Regions from separate parts of the Sus scrofa genome. Here region 1 is linked to region 2. The links are chromatin contacts, called in public HiChIP or PLAC-seq maps. All regions are on one chromosome and are shown on one strand. Each heading gives the region's core, a stretch centred on a gene start, on an enhancer-like site or on the middle of the called end of the contact. The rest is flanking DNA. Distances are from core to core; before and after follow the strand shown.

Region 1 (2,723 bases), core at 118-2,617, 56 kb after region 2:
CACAGGTCACAGCAACACCGGATCCTTAACCCACCGATTGAGGCCAGGGATCGAACCCTCAGTCTCATGGATACTGGCCAGGTTCCTAACTGCTGAGCCATGATGGGAACTCCAACAATGTACTTCTATATTCGATGGAATATACTTTTTATCTCTTTTTTTTTTTTTTTGTCTTTGAAGGGCCGCACCCATGGCATATGGAGGTTCCCAGGCTAGGGGTCCACTTGGAGCTGCAGCTGCCAGCCTACACCACAGCTACAGCAACATGGGATCCGAACCTTGTCTGTGACCTACACCACAGCTCACAGCAACACCAGATCCTTAAGCCACTGAGGGAGGCCGAGGATCGAACCCGAGTCCTCATGGATGCTAGTCGGGTTCATTAACTGCTGAGCCATCACAGGAACTCCAACAGTTCTATATTCTGTAGAATATATTGCCCATTGAATAGTAACAATTTTAAAGTTGACGTGGGTGATTATTGTGCTTCACACAGATTGAATGTGCTCGTAAGTTCCAGACTGACTGTCACAGAGTTGTCTCGGTCAGGGAAACTGTCAGGTCCCTTGCTGGCCTGCCTGTCTCAGCTCTGGATGAATAGCTGGGGGAGGGTGGATAGGACGTAGAGAAGTCTCATTATTACTTTGATCTTTTCTTATTGGCCGGGGATTCGCTGGTCATTTTATTTTTTATTTCTTTTTGGCTGTGCCGATGGCAAGCGGAAGTTCCCCAGGCCAGGGAATGAATCCTCACCCCAGCAGTGCCCTGAGCCACGGCAGTGATAGCGCCAGATCCTTAACTGGCTGAGCCATCGGGGAACTGCCCGGTTCCAGTTCCTTTAGCAAAGGCCAGTCAGCCCTGTGCAAAGTCAGACACCTCGGGTCCCCTTGACCTGATACCACTCAACCATCCATTCATCTAACCCTCCCTGTTCTGATCGAAGCTCATCAAGCTCTTTTCTATACATGTCTGCCTTGAGGCGGTGAAGGTACCAGCCACGTGCTCACGTTCAGGGGCAACCATACTTCTCATGATCAATGAATAAACCGTGGTGCTGATGTCGTATCTGAATGAGGCGCGCCAACCCCAGGAGACAGACCCACTCTTGGTGTGTGGACGCAAACAAGGCATGCGAACCTGGTGTGCCGGACAGCTGGACCCAGGCCTTGGTAAAAGCTCCCCCTCAGCCCTGCCCTGTCCATTAAGACTCAGCTCCAGAGGTGCTCTCCCAACCCCCCTCCCCACTACTGCCTGCCATCCCCCGAGAGAGCCTGTCCCCAAGCCGAGGGGGTCATTCACGTCCACCACGCTTTATCCAGCACCGCTGCAGGGACCCTGCTTATTCCCTCACAGCCTTGCCTGACAAATGGTGCTAATATCGGCAATAACCGATTCCATGCCCCAAATGATGTCACCTTTAAGCATGTGGACACTGCCATGGAAACTCTTTTCGGTGTCATGATTTTTTTTTAATTTTTTTAATTACAAAAATTACAAAATTTGCCTTGCAAAATACCAGGCCTCATTTCACAACTGTTTGGACTATTTTGAAAGAGATGACTATTTTGTTACTGATATTTTTATTTCTGTTAGAAATAAATATTTGCTCACCAGTTAGGAATGTGACAAGCTTCTTTAACATTCAAGCATTTTTCAGAAGAAATGTTACTTAAAAAAAAAAAGGTGTATTTTTAAAAACTAGAATAAATGAGCTTTTTTTTTTTTTTTTTTTTTTTTTGAAGGGAGCCTATAGGAGTTCCCCTGCGGCTCAGTGGATGAAAGATCTGGTGTTGTCACTGCTGTGGCTGTGGTTACTGCTGTGACTCAAGTTCAGACCCTGGCCCAAGAACTTCCCCATGCTGAGGGTGTGGCCAAAATAAATTAATAAATAAAAGGGAATGTATAATTAAAGACTTAGTCCAGAAACAGTGCTCATGAGGCAATAAGCTAAGCAGCCTCTACAGTAGACCAGAAATTCTCCTACTTCTCCGCTGTCTCTACAGGGGGGCGCGCCATAAACGTGACACTGGTAGCATGTCAGGCTCAAGTGCTTGGTTTCCTAGTACTTTCAAGTGCCTCTGGCTGAGTGGCGGGTCTCCCCTGCCCAGGTCAGGGCACGTGAGATGCTCATCAAATGCCAGGAGTCTTGACAGAGGAGTGAAAGTCCGCCTGCAGGATCCAGAGGCTCAAGGCACACCCTCGAAATAGAGAACACGGTCTCGCTACGGACGGTTCAGAGCTCCCTGCCTGATGCTTCTTCTCCTCTTTTAGCCCATCAAAATTTGCATTCTCGGTCCTCCTGCCGTGGGAAAATCCAGCATTGCGGAGGCGTTGTCCAAATACTACAAACTGCATCACATTAAACTGAAGGATGTTGTTTCGGAAGCCATAGCAAAACTGGTAAACCCTTTTAACCACTTTATCACGAATTTTTATATTTTAAAAAGGCTTTTTCTTAGTCTTTTAATAAAGAAGTCACTAATTCTCCTTGGAATCCTACAAAGAGATTTGCTATTTTAATTGGATATTGTTGTTGGCCCCAGTTAAGAAAACCCAGAGTCCCGCAGGGCTTTCCTCAGTGAGGTAGAAGCATTTCCACGAGTTTCTTGTCCTTAAAGTCTAGTCTGTCTCCAACTGCAGCTCAAAACGTATCTTGCATTCTCTCTATTGATTGGAACATTTTTAAGGTTTTTTTTTCACTTTTTAAAAGTTTTATTGAAGTA
Region 2 (2,700 bases), core at 32-2,531:
ACATCGCAAACGCTGCCCGGGGGGCCGCAGTGTGCAAGGAATCAACCCTAAATAAAGAAATATTTAGGCATGCTGACATCCCCAAAGATCCTCCTCATCCTTAATCTTTCTGCAGTCCCAGCCCACGAAACAGAGTTTGTTTGCACAGCACCCCGCAACCCTTCCTATCCCCATGGGAAGCACTGGTCACCTTCCGCAGACCTCCCCCGGCCCTCCCCTCCACCAAAAAAAAAAACCAGACACCACTGATTCCCACAGTGTAGACTCCATCACCTCTGTTAAGTTTCTGGAGCACGTGATTTGGGAGCGCAAACTTGCTAGAAACAGATTAAACAACATTTGAACACATTTCTCTGGGGTCCTGCCCCACTTAGAGCCAAACAATTCCCAGGGAGGGACTGAACGTCACCAATCCTGGATGACACTAGGTCAAAGCGCCCTTAAGAGTAGAGTGAGTTCCGCCAGGCTGGCCGCCGGCAGCTCTTACCCATTTGTCCAAGGGGACCTGGGCGAGGGACCCGGTGCCCTGGTACAGGTCCAAGCTGAGCTGCTCCAGGCTCAGTTTCTCCTGCAGAAAGTGGCCCAGGTACCTCTGCAGGAGGTACCTACAGGCTCTCTTCTTGATGGACTCTGAAAACGGCCAAGGCATGATGAGGGCTGGCAGATGGGCTGACGGGGGCTGCAGGCGGCTCCGGCCTCGGGGCCAGGCTCCCGCTCCAGGCGGCGGCGGCGGCGGTGACGGCGCCTCAGATCCCGGCCAGTGTGCCCAGGCTGCAGCGGGGCCTAGGCCCGGGGAGGGCCCTCCATGCCCGCTCAGCGCTGGGCGTCCCTCAGGGCGACCCCATCACCAGCGCCGCGCCGCTCGCGCTAGGCCTGGCGCGGGCAAGGTGCGGAGTCCCAGCGGCCCCAAGCCTGGGGGCTTCCAAGGGGTTCCTGGTCGGCACAGAAAGAGGGTGCAAGACACCGCACGAGGCGGCAGCACCGCCTGCGACCGGGGCTGAGACGGACTCCTCCACCGCTGCCGCGCGACGAATTTGTTGTCATCCGCGGGGCGCGCTCCCGGCTGCGGGACGCCCCTGGCGCGTTCGCGAGACTTGGATTCCCAGTCCTGGGCCGGGCGCAGACGGAAGTGACGCCACACTGGGGGGGGGGGTCCGAAAGAGGCGGGGAAAGGAGACCGGAAGGGAGCAGTTCCGGCTCCGAGGGGGCGGGGCGAGAGTGGGGAGCGAGGGGGCGGCGCCGCAGGTCGGTTCCCGAAGCCTCCGGAGGGAAGAAGAGGAAGGCGCGGGGCGAGCACAGGTGAGCAGCCGCGGGGCTGGCGATGGGCGGCGGGAGGCCGAGGGGGGTTCGGGGGCGGACCCAGGGCTTTCTGAGCGGGACGCGGCGCAGCGGGTTGGGCCGTGAGGGGCTAGGGCGGAAGAGGCCCCCGTGCAAAGAGGGGTCTGGGAGCGGCTCCAGCCTCGGCCGTCCCTGTCACCTTAGACCAGGACCCCGAAACGGGCGCTCGGGACGCCGCGAGCTCCACCTGAAGGGCTGCAGCCCGTCTGGCTCACCCCCTCCACACACACACACACACACACACACACACACACACACACACTCCCTAACATTCCCCTACCCCCAGTATTGACCGGTGCCCATTGTCGGTAAGTTATTCGTCGCCCGCCTCATTTAGATACTGTTTTCCAAAGCTTCATTTTCGCTGCTCTCTAGCTAGCGGCTTTGCAGTTTCCAAAGCGCTTTATCCATCCTGGGTGTGCTGCGCCAGCGACGGGAAACTTCGAGTCTTCGAGGCATTGGTGGGCAGAACTGCTTTCTGTGATCGATGCCAAAGCCTTCCGACCCCGGGGAAACCTGGGCAAGGTACCTGTGCTGTTCTGGGAATCTGCGCAGTCGGATTTCTGCCTTTTACGAGGCAACTCCTGCAGAGGCGGAGCCGGCTTTGCACTTGGTCAACCCCGAGAAGGCCTGAGTGCCGGTGTTCCATAACCCGGAAGCCAGGTGCCCTGGGTTAGACTCCAGCTCCTGGCACTTATTAGCCGAGACACCTTCAACTGGCCACTACCCTCTCTGAGTCTTTGTCGACTGTAGGCATGTTAGTAATATCTTACCTCCAAAGATTATTAGGAATCCTAAACCGGTTAACTAGAGAACGAATGTAAACGAGTCCAGATGCATACCGTGTAATGAAGAATAGTCAATTAGGACAACTGGTTTAAGGAGATTTCGTTTGTATGTTGATAACAAACGTCTTAGAAGTATTAACACAGCCCAGAAACGTTGGCAGATGGAAAAAGCTCTGGATCCCCTTCCTTCAACCACCTTTTCATTTTAGAACCACTGTGCTTTCCAGGGTCATACAAGTGCTGCGAATTTTGGTACCTCTCATTCTTTGTAGACTTGGCCCAAGCATTCTCAGTACCTTCGGTTTCCTTGCTCTTCATTCATTTAAAAATGTTTGTTAAGGATCCATTACATGAAAATCTGTACCATTGGTGATGTGAAAAAGGTGAAGAGAAATTCAGGGATCTTATGTTCTATAGTGAAAAGCCCATTCCTTTATTCAGTAAGTGTTTATTGGTTGCCTGCTATGTGCCAGGGATTGTTCTAGGTGCTGGAGATGCTGCAGTGAACAGATCAAGTCCTTGCCCTCAGGGAGTGCTTACGTTTTATGGGCACACAGACTAAAATCAAATATAT

What was found. HiChIP or PLAC-seq counts read pairs in DNA pulled down with a chosen protein or histone mark.
Region 1: an H3K27ac HiChIP or PLAC-seq map of alveolar macrophages shows a contact between it and region 2. The contact joins the enhancer-like site here to the promoter of GSKIP in region 2. A contact is called at or near these places in 8 of 47 Hi-C or Micro-C datasets (adipose tissue, liver, mesenteric adipose tissue and 4 more) and 1 of 2 datasets of contacts at active chromatin or transcription factors (alveolar macrophages).

The regions. Positions count from the first base shown.
Region 1 is chr7:117,641,119-117,643,841 of Sscrofa11.1, forward strand. It overlaps AK7 (adenylate kinase 7), which reads left to right. Exons shown (of 18, transcript XM_021099676.1): 11 at 2,272-2,400. Among named protein-coding and RNA genes, the nearest start is that of AK7, 33 kb to the left of the region's middle. Within about 2 kb of position 1,368, at least 3 of the 83 cell types and tissues checked have an H3K27ac peak or open chromatin away from gene starts, as enhancers often do. A contact at or near this core is called in alveolar macrophages and omental adipose tissue, where this site is marked.
Region 2 is chr7:117,585,526-117,588,225 of Sscrofa11.1, forward strand. GSKIP (GSK3B interacting protein) reads left to right here and starts at 1,282. Exons shown (of 3, transcript NM_001243496.1): 1 at 1,282-1,299. ATG2B (autophagy related 2B) reads right to left here and starts at 649. Exons shown (of 42, transcript NM_001190277.1): 1 at 488-649. The coding sequence starts at 649.